Regions from separate parts of the Rattus norvegicus genome. Here region 1 is linked to region 2. Evidence: chromatin contacts called from public Hi-C data. All regions are on one chromosome and are shown on one strand. Each heading gives the region's core, a stretch centred on a gene start, on an enhancer-like site or on the middle of the called end of the contact. The rest is flanking DNA. Distances are from core to core; before and after follow the strand shown. Region 1 overlaps Ptpro (protein tyrosine phosphatase, receptor type, O). Region 2 has its middle 37 kb from the start of Ptpro.

Region 1 (4,979 bases), core at 2,002-4,501, 230 kb before region 2:
CATTGCATCCAAATCACCCTTGATAGAAATAGAGAGTAACTGTACTGAAAGTCAGAGCCCTTTGTCTCTTGCAGGTAGCAGCATGACGGAGCCTGAAGCGCTCACGGTCTTACCCAGTGATGGTTTGTGTGTGGGGGTATTGGTGGGATGCAGAGATGGAGAGCACCCTCCCCAAACCTGTCGGAAACTTACATAATTGATCCGGAAGTGTCTGCTGGCCCAGTCCTCCTGTTCTTCCTCAGAGACCATCTCCACGGTGATGTCTCCATAAGCAATGGGTTCTTCCGTGAATGGCCAGTAGTGGTCGCATTTTACCTGAGGCAACAATAACGCCACCATTTTAAAAGACAAAGCGGAGCCAAGAAGTAACCAGGGAAGAAACAGTCTGTGCTCACTGCAGGGCAGCAATGATCCCCTCCTTTCCAAAGAAAACATGCAGGCCCATGGAGAAGGTGAAGACTAGGCACCTTCAGTCCCCCTTCCTGACAGTGGACAAACACCCAGGGCTGTGAACGGGGCAGGCATGGCCAACCGGCCCTCAGGCACATAGGTACACACCCTTCTTTTCTCATTGCACTGAGTGAGCATGACAATGATGCGAGACTTCTGCTGCAGGACCATCTTCCAGAAATCATTTCTGGTTTCCGGCAGTGGTCCCTGGGTGGCAATGTACTCCTGAGGTGAGTTGTAGCCCTGAAAGGAGAGTGAGAACGTCAACACTTCGCCAGCCAGCGTCACTGCCCCCTGAGTGCTGTTGGGCGTTCTAACCCTGCCAGGACGGCTGACATCCTGCTGATGGAGGAAGTTGGCAAAGGATCACACACCTATCAAATGTTTCCTTCAGCTTATCATGAAAGCGGTAACCAGAGGGCTTTTATACGGGTTGGTGTGGTTTTAAGCGCTGCTTGTTAGAAGCCTATCCAATCATGTCCACACCTTTTCACGTCAGCCGCACTCTTTACCTCAGCTGCTCTAAGTGCACAGGTGTGCAGCTGTAGTCTGGACTGTGGAGTCTAGACACAGGGGAGAGGCCCTCCCTTCAGTGCCATGACCTCCCTCCTCTAGTCTCTCACAGGGAGCTGTGGTTCTCAACCAGTGGGTTGTGACCCCTGTGGGGTTCAAATGACCATTTCACAGGGGTTCCATATCAGATATCCTGCATGTTAGATATTCACATATGACTCATAACGGTGAAGAATTTCCGTGATGATGGAGCCATGAAATGATTTTTATGGTTGAGGTCACCACAACACGAGGAGCTGTGTTAAAGGGCTGCAGCATTAGGAAGGGTGAGAGCCATTGCATCCTGTATTCTGAATAGGAGCAACAGGAAGTGCCCACAGCTCCTGGCCCTCAGTTGTTAGGTGGGGGCAGCTGCCACTTCTCCATTTCATGTATCCTTAGCCCCTACGGCCTTCCAGTGCCTGGTCTGTGTGGTTTTGAGCTTTGGATTAGTTTATTATTATTATTATTATTATTATTATCATTATTATTATTATTTCTACTTACAGGAATATAATTGGCATTAATGTAGTCTGCTCCTTCTTCTTCATTCATGGAGACCAGCCTCACTCTGCTGAAGTCGTCTATGAAGACCAGAGAGAAAAGACACATTAAAAAAAAAACCGGAATGGAAGGCAAAACGATTGTGTCGGTCTCTGTCAGATACCAAGTTAAACAGAAGGCCGAGGAGGGAGGCCGTCTACTGTTGTCTTAGGGCCTCCATTCGATAATTTATGACTTTCATCCAGCCACTACTTCCTCAGCTCTTCCAGCTCTGGAAGAGTCAGCTGCAAGTGCTTCAGGCAGGAACTGAAATATCTTTATGACCATACGGGAAGCTATAGTACGTAACGTAAATTTATGGTTGCCTTCTCGTGCAGCGACATCCGAGGAACCCACTACCTCACCCAGAGAACGGAAGTCACATGGGCCTTTTCGAAGTTATTATGACACTTACTGGTTTAATTCTTTTTGTTGCTGGACATGAAATTTAATGTTTAAGGTAAATGATTGTGTGTGTGTGTGTGTGTGTGTGTATGTGTGTATGCGTGCATGTGTGTGTGCATGCGTGCATGTGTGTGTATGTGTGTGTGTGTGCATGTGTGTGTGTGTATGTGTGTATGCATGCATGTGTGTGTGCATGCGTGCATGTGTGTGTATGTGTGTGTGTGTGCATGTCCACCCGCCTGCACATTAAGAAAGGACTACTAGAGTTAAGCAAAGAAGCATCTGTCATCTCACACTTATTCTTTTTGTGTGGAAGTGCGTAAAGCCCACTCCATTATAAACCTTTCAGGGTTCCACACGTGTCATTAACTACAGTCCTCACAGTGTGCTTAGACTCCCCGGCCCTGTTCGTCTCTATAAAACCGAAGTGTAGCACTCTCTTCCTATCACTTACCAGCCCTAATCCCGGTTCGCTCTCGATCGTGTATCAAATAGTATTATTGTTGGCCTTGTTGATTTCGGTTTTTTACCTTGGTTATTTCTCCCTGTTCTTTTTCCTTTCACTTATTCAGATTTATCTTACTAACTTCATCCTCAAACTTCTCTTTATTGGTGTGTGTTTACTCTATGGTGTTGAGTTTCATAAGGAAAGTCTCTGGTTCTTGACAGTGACCAGGTGTCAACTGGATTCCCTCTCAAATTCATGGACTCGTTTCCTTTGATTATTACTGTTACCTATATAAATATGTAAGAACAACTTGCTCAGTTTATTTAGTATTGCTTATATGTAAATGACATCTGTGGACTATCTGACTTGGAATTGGATGAATAGGGAGCTCACTCCCAGAAGATCAAGTCTCCCTTTCTTAGCAGTCATTGGCTGCCGGGAGTCCTTTGTCTGTGGTAGGGAGGGTCGAATGCTCAGATGCAATTTATGTGAAGAGGTGTAATAAACCCCCACCTCCACCCGGTAAGACCAATGTGCCAGCCAGGTCTGGGAAGACTCGGTGGTGGCCCTGTGATTCAGACCACACTTGAGTCTGGCGGGAAAATAGTGAGACTGATTGAGTGGCAGAAGCAAAGCTTTGACCTTTAAGAGACAGGGCTGGGGTCAGGGCTATTGATCAGCTTACACGGCAGGATGTTTGTATAGCGGTTTTTACATCGGTTCAGCGGAAGATCTGCAGCAAAGTGTGGAATATCCAGTCCAATCAACTTCAACTCCTGCAAACAAGAGAGAACAGGTTCAAAGTTTCTGTACCCAGTGCAGAACTGGATGGCTTAATGTTCACCTTGGACTCTGTTCATGGATAAAACTTCAACATGCCCTTGGTCAGCTGATAAGGCAGCAATTTCTTTTAAGGGCAGGACGTGCTAGCCGATCCACTTCGCTCTTGTCAGCTCGCTCTAGTCAATGAATCTGGGTAGAACTTGGGTGAAATTGGAAGTTCACTATGGGCTTCTTTAGTTTGGTTTCTTCTCCTGACCTCTACCACCAACAGAAAGAGTCCATGGGCAGCAAAGCTGCTGATGTCAGGGTGAGGAGACAACCTGATGGATACCCACAGCCTGAAGCAGAAGCACTCCAGTGAAACCACGTACCTGTGAGTGAGAAAGCTAAGCATCGCAGGGACTTGAACCCTAAAGGTAGTTTGTTAGCACAGCTGCAGTGAAGCACAGTTCACTCTGCCATCTAAACAGCTCGAGCTTCTCACAGATTACTCAGAGAAGTAAGATCTACGTGGGAGATGGGGTGTGGGAGGCTTGGGAATGAAAACACAGATCAGGATTATGACAAGGAGGGCAGCTCGTGTATGAGCTGTTCACATAAACCATGAGGAAGCATGGGCATCTGTTTTCTCGTAGAAATGAGCCCCCAAAGAAGTTGTGAGACAGTGGGGTTAGGAGTAGGAAGCAATCTCCACAGTATAAAATATTGGGTGAACAGCCTCTAAATGCCGGTGATGGGACCCGAAGAATAAAGGTGAATCATCAGTGAGGAGGCAGCCCTAGAGTGGAAGGCGGCACACCGGATGGACATCTACTGGCCTGTCGGTTATCTGTACCTCAGCCCCTACCACAGCAGGCATTGGTGTTTTTCTTACAACCATGCCATTCAAAAGAGTGACTGTGAGAAACATTTCGGCTGTTTATCCCCCTGTGTCTAATAAAAAACAAAAGGAGTACTACTCAGCTATTAAAAACAATGACTGGGGCTGGGGATTTAGCTCAGTGGTAGAGCGCTTACCTAGGAAGCACAAGGCCCTGGGTTCGGTCCCCAGCTCCGAAAAAAAGAACCAAAAAACAACAACAACAACAAAAAAAACCAAAAAAACAGTGACTACATGAAATTCTTAGGCAAATGGATGGAACTAGAAAATATCATCCTGAGTGAGGTAACCCAGTCACAAAAGAACACACATGGTATGCACTCACTGATAAGTGGATCTTAGCCCAAAAGCTTGGAATACCCAAGACACAATCCACAGACCACATGAAGCTCAAGTACAAAGACCCAAATGTGGCTGTATCCGTCTTTCTTGGAAGAACAAAATACTCACAGGAGGAAATACAGGGACAAAGGGTGGAGCAGAGACTGAAGAAAAGGTCATCCAGAGACTGCCCCACCTGGGGAATCCATCCCATATGCAGATACCAAACCCAGTCACTATCACGGATGCAAAGAAGTGCTTGCTGACAGGAGCCAGATATGGGTGTCTCCTGAGAGACTCTGCCAGAGCCCTGCTGATACAGATGAGGATGCTTGCAGCTAACCATTGGACTGAACAAGGGGACCCAATAGAGGAGTTAGAGAAAGGACTGAAGAAGCAGAAGGGGTTTGCAACCCCATAGGAAGAACAACAGTATCAACCAACCAGACCTCACCAGAGCTCCCAGGGACTAAACCGCCAATCAGACAGTACACATGGAGGGTCCCATGACTCTGGCCACATTTGTGACAGAGGATGGCATTGTCCAGCATCAATGGAAGGAAAAGCACTTGGTCCTGTGAAGGATTGTTTGCCCAA
Region 2 (5,438 bases), core at 2,158-4,657:
CTAATTTTAAACTGTGAGTTTTACAATGTAGCTGGGAAAACTTTGGCCAGGTTAGAAAGTGGCTCTTCCAGGCACACTTGTCCTCAGACTTCTAGCTCCATAGTGGTGGATTATTCCAGAAAGAATGCCAGAGCCTGACAAATACAGAGGTGGATGCTCACAGCCAACCATTGAACTGAGCATGGAGGAGTTAGAGAAAGGATTGAAGGAGCTGAAGGGATTTGCAACTCCATAAGAAGAACAGTACCAACCAACCAGAGCTTCCAAGAACAAAACCACTGTCCCAAGAGAACACAGGGATGGATCTGTGGCTCTAGCCGCATATGTAGCAGAGGATGGCCTTGTCAGGCATCTATGGAAGGAGAGGCTTTTGGTCCTGCCAAGGGTCAATGCCCCAGTATAGGGGAATGCCAGGGCAGGGAGGTGGGAGGGGGTTGAGAAGGAGTTGGGAGAGAGCACCCTCATAGAGGCAGGGGAGGGGGGATGGGATAGCAGGTTTCAGGTGGGGAAACTGGAAAAGGGGATAACATTTAAAGTGTAAATTAAAAAAATATCCAATAAAAGAAAAGAAAGTGGTTTCTCCTGGAACACTTGTCCTCAGACTTCTATCTCCGTAGTGGTAGATTGTTCCAGAAAGAACGCACTGTGAGGGGAAAGGCCAGGAAGACCATTCTGCTAGAGAGATGCGAAAGCTCAACAGCAAATATTGCACTGACCATTGACTCCTTCCATACCAAAACAACATGAAATCCATAGATCGTGATAGCACACACCAGATGAGATGGAGATCCATTCCCACTAGCTCAGACCTGCCCCCCCCCCATGCTTTCTGTTTTGTTGTTGTTGTTACTGTTTTGTTTTTTGTTTTTGTTTTTGTTTTGTTTGTTTGTTTTTGCTTCAGAATTGCAACAAAGTGACCCATAGTAAAAGTCTCTCTCCCAAGGCTCCTTTTTAAAAAATCAGTGTGTCCTGTATGCTGACCTCGAACTCACTCTGCAGCTGAGGAGGCCTTAGCCTTTGATCCTCCTGTTCTTCCTCCCACACTCTGGGTTTACAGTCATGCACCACCCATGCCCAGTTTATGTGTTGCTGTGGATCTAACCCAGGGTCCCACGCTCTCTAGACAAGAGTTCTCCTAGCTGAGCTCTGTCCCCAGTCGGTAAAGGTTTTTGTCCTTGACATGAGCCTGCATCTGAGTGGACCCTACCCCACCATCCGCACTCTACCTCCATTGCTGCATCTCAGAGAAGTGTGTGTGCAGTGTCAGGAGTCATTAACCTAAGAATGTCTAAAGACGAGAGGGGTTTCACCCTCCATGGAGACGAGCGTCTGAGCCCCATCACCTCAGAGTCATCCTAGCAAGAAGACCTCAAGTTTCTAGGAGCTCCATCGTCCTGGGGGAGACAGGTTAAGAACTCGAAACACTGAAGGCAGAATGTTTGCTGGGGTAATCTTCAGTTATTGAAGTTTTAAAGAGTTATCCACTCTACCTTTCCCCGTCTCATCAGGAATGGTTCCTTAGTGCTCAAGCAGAAAGGGGCGCTAAGGGAAAACTTAAAAGTGCTGATGGCTTTGAAACAACCAACCGGAAATGACTGAATACCAGCATCAGCGTGGTTCTCCAAATGGAGTAGTAAAATGGTCAATGTAGACTTTGAAAATCATACTTTTTATGATGCAATATTCTGAAAGGTATAGTCCATGTGCACATGGAGTAGTATAGACAGTGGGATGATTTTTAAGTCATATAAAGATAAATGTGTGTATACATATATACATATATGTATAGATACATTATACATATGTACATGTGTACATGTGTACATACATACACACGCGCGCGAGCACACACACACACACATACACACACACACACACACACACACACACACACACACAGAAGCATATAGTTATTTTATCATGGTTTAAAAGACTGAGTTAGGCCACCAAACTCACAATTTCCAAGCATTTGTAGGACAGCAAGAGATTGTCTTTTGCCTTTCCTCACTGGGTGCCACACTGGGCCTGAAGAAGGCAGAGGACAGCTTGCTGGGTCTGTCCTCATCGTCAACCACATGGATCTTGCAACTGAACTCAGGATGTCAGGCATGGCTCAAGTCCCTTTTCCAGAGCCCTCTCAGCGGCCCGTAATTGTTCTTGTTCTTGTCCCTTGCTTTTCTTTCTCGAAAATGTCAGTTTGCAAGTTACTTTAAAGCAGGCAGTTGTAGGCATCATTCTGTAAGTAACACACAGACGTAGAAGGGCGATGTGGTCAGCAGGTTAATAGCAGAAGCCTGAGGAACATCGACATCCTCTTGTGTTTTGCGAAGGGTTTCCATGCTGTTAGGCTGAGTTCCAAGGAAGCTGAGCCTGAGCCAAGAGCTTCTGTTCAGGTGATTCATCGACATTTGGTTATGAGCCCAGCCTTTAATAACTGAGTTATCTCCCAGGCCCTTGGTGATTTATCGAATGGAGTACGTTCATGGAAAACCTTGAGAGGAGGAAGGGAAGAGGTGAAAGGCAGGAGTGGATACTAGACGAGTCATTGTTTTAGGGAAATCTTAGCTTTGGATGTTACATGTATATGACGCATGTGTGTGCTTGTATGCATCCCTGAGTACATGCGTGTGCATGTATGTACAGAGCCTGATATTGACATCAGGAGCCTCCTGGACCATTCTCCATCTTATATCTTGGGGCAGGGTTTCTCAGTTGAGCCCACAGCTCATAGAGTTGGCTAGTATAGGGAGTCACCTTGCACAAGGACTCCATCTTCAACTCACTAGCGGTGGGGTTACAAGCATCCACTGCATTTACTCAGCATTAACCTGGGCTCTAACAGTCCAAACTCTGGTCCGCAGGGTGGACCTCCTGCGCTGCTGAGTTGTCTCTCCAGCTCCCAGAAACTTCAGCTTGAGGGGAAAGTTTTTCCTTACTATCCCCCCTCCCCAAGAAAATTTTGTTCAATGAATATAACAAAGAAGTAAAGAAGAAGTTGCCCTGACAAGAGGAAAAAAGACTTGACTCCCAATTCAGCCTGTCATCAGTCACAAGAACAGCATCATTTTCCCACAGGAAGAGAGCCACGGTCACAAAACAGCTGACAAAAGGCCCTTGTAGGAGCATTGGTCTACTCTGGGGACTATGGATGGGGCACCGAGAGCACCTGCCACAGAGGCTGAGAAAATCACACTGAGAACAATGGTAGACGCACCGAGATGGTCTGTGGTCCAGGATGGTGTTGTCGCCAACTGGCGGCCACAATACTTCACTCATGGGAATTCCTCCAGAAGGGAAAATTCAACAATACTCAGGGTCATCCTGACCCACTCCATCCCGGTGTTCCATTGCCTGTGGCCACTCCTCCTGAGCCTGCAGCATCAAAGGATGTGGACGGTGTAGTAACACTGGGCAACTGGGCTTGCCTTACCCAATGGACTCTTGCCCTGAGTGTCCAAGGATTGAGTTCTACTGGACTTAAACTCCCCAATTTCCATTGAGTCATCTCAAAAAAAAAAAAAGAGTCTTTTTCTTCTTTGGAAGGAGGTGTACATCACTGGCACACAACACGGGCATTTTCAAAGGAGAGAAAGAGTAGACCCCAACTTGCAAGGCACGAGGCTTTCGGGCAATGGCTGGCCCATGTTAGGGCATGCCAATTCATTGGAGTCAACCACATATCTCAGCCTGATAGTGTGCGAATACAAACCGGATGCATCTGATTAAGTGCTCGAGGGCCTGGTGTAATAATTGACTCACTGGCAGTGTGCCTCCTTCCAGCTATTCTGGGATCTGGGCTTGGAGCATTTGGAGTTTGGCATGCTCACCTCAGAGGCTCTCTCGGCTGGGCCAGGTGCCAGGCGGCCATCCGCCTCACTATTCCGTTCTCCCTCTTCTCCATTCTTCTCCGTATTTCCCCACAAACCATGCCTTGCTCTTCGGATCGCGCCCTATTTTCTTCAGAGAGAAATTTCAGCTCCTCTGCTAAGCCAGGCTGGCCGATTTAGAGCTGGGCAGAGGGCGACATGGCCAGAATCAGATGGTGCTTGCCTTACCTTACCAAGGATGTTTGTTAAATCTGGTCAGTGACAGCTAGCTTGGGTCCCTGGCAACCAAGCAGGTAGAAAGTATTTCCTGTTGTAGATGGTTCTGTGTGGCTGAGGGATTAGTACCATAGTGTCCAGAGCCAGGCGCATTCCGTATCGGCGATGTCACTTATTAGCTGAGTCACTCTGAGCACTGACTCGGTCTCCCGTGCTCCTGGGTTATCATCTGTCACATGGAAATAACTGAAGGACCTACTTTGTAGGATTGGTAGGAGGATTAAATGAGCTCAACCCATAAATGAGCAGACAGATTTCCTTCCCCTTGGAAAGAAGTTTAATGAGGGTCGGTAAGATGGCTCAGTTGATAAAGGTGGTTGCCACGAAGACCAATGGTCCTGGTTGGCTCCATGAATACCCACATGGTAGAAGGAGACGACAGATTCTGGGGAGTTGTCCTCTGAGCCCCCCCAACCCCTTACACCTCTGCACATAAGCCCACACACAAACAAACTGTGTCACTGAAGGCTATAAAAATGCTCTTCAAAGGAGGATGTTAATGAGGTGTCAGGGAATTTCCTTGACATTATTTGTAGAGATAATCTAATTATTATTTACACAGTACTCTGGCGCTAAGCAACTGAAAGTCTCCAGCATTCTAGCTGATGAATTCTTACCATAACCCTGAATTATGTTCTGTCTTGCAATAACGAAATTACAAAGCAGAAGGCTGTACCTTGTCTGACGTTAAAGCGTGAATTGGACGTAGCAATCGAAAGAGTGAGCTTGATTCACTTCTAATGGCATGGAAAGATAAACACGTCGTATCACTGAGAAGCAACTGGAGATCGGAGACCAGGTTGAAAAGCAACAGAAAGTCACATGATGTATGTAGAATCACATTTCATGCTTTAAAGTGTATGTGTATGATCATGTCTACACGCATGTAGTGGCTGTGTGCGTAAGACATTTACAATGTAGAGACAGTTCACCTCTATGATAGCTGGCACAGAAGTTACTTTGTGGAAAGGGGCCACCTTTATTGAGAAGACAGCTAGGCCTTGAGAAAGTGTATCTCCTTGAGTCAAGGTCACAGGTGAGGAAGCAGAAGATCACTATGAAAAGGAGAGGCGGGCGAGGCCAGGGCCAGCGTGGTGGTAGGGAAGGTCAGTGAGGAGTGAACATTCATTTCTCACAGGGACTCCTGGGAAGTCATTAGCTCATGAAAACCCTTCAGTCAGTTCTGTGGTGGTTGATTTGATTGTCCAATTGACAGGACTACAGTCACCTAGGAGACAAACCAGTGAGAGAGTTTCTTGATGAGCTTGACTGGGGTGACAAGCCTACCTTAATGTGAACGGCACCATCCTGGGATCTTAGACAACAGACAGAGAG

Evidence for each region. Hi-C and Micro-C count contacts between places; a contact is called where the count stands out from the background.
Region 1: a Hi-C map of kidney shows a contact between it and region 2, with 3 times the contacts expected there. The contact joins two enhancer-like sites. A contact is called at or near these places in 5 of 12 Hi-C or Micro-C datasets (the A7r5 cell line, Schwann cells, frontal cortex and 2 more).

The regions. Positions count from the first base shown.
Region 1 is chr4:172,085,018-172,089,996 of GRCr8, reverse strand. Ptpro (protein tyrosine phosphatase, receptor type, O) reads right to left here. Exons shown (of 27, transcript NM_017336.2): 20 at 3,084-3,174; 21 at 1,510-1,586; 22 at 559-693; 23 at 193-315. It overlaps LOC120102421 (a long non-coding RNA gene), which reads left to right. Exons shown (of 4, transcript XR_005504027.2): 3 at 75-859; 4 at 1,512-1,643. Among named protein-coding and RNA genes, the nearest start is that of Eps8, 130 kb to the left of the region's middle. Within about 2 kb of position 3,251, at least 1 of the 93 cell types and tissues checked has an H3K27ac peak or open chromatin away from gene starts, as enhancers often do. A contact at or near this core is called in kidney, where this site is marked.
Region 2 is chr4:171,855,845-171,861,282 of GRCr8, reverse strand. No RefSeq gene overlaps it. Among named protein-coding and RNA genes, the nearest start is that of Ptpro, 37 kb to the left of the region's middle. Within about 2 kb of position 3,407, at least 23 of the 93 cell types and tissues checked have an H3K27ac peak or open chromatin away from gene starts, as enhancers often do. A contact at or near this core is called in kidney, where this site is marked.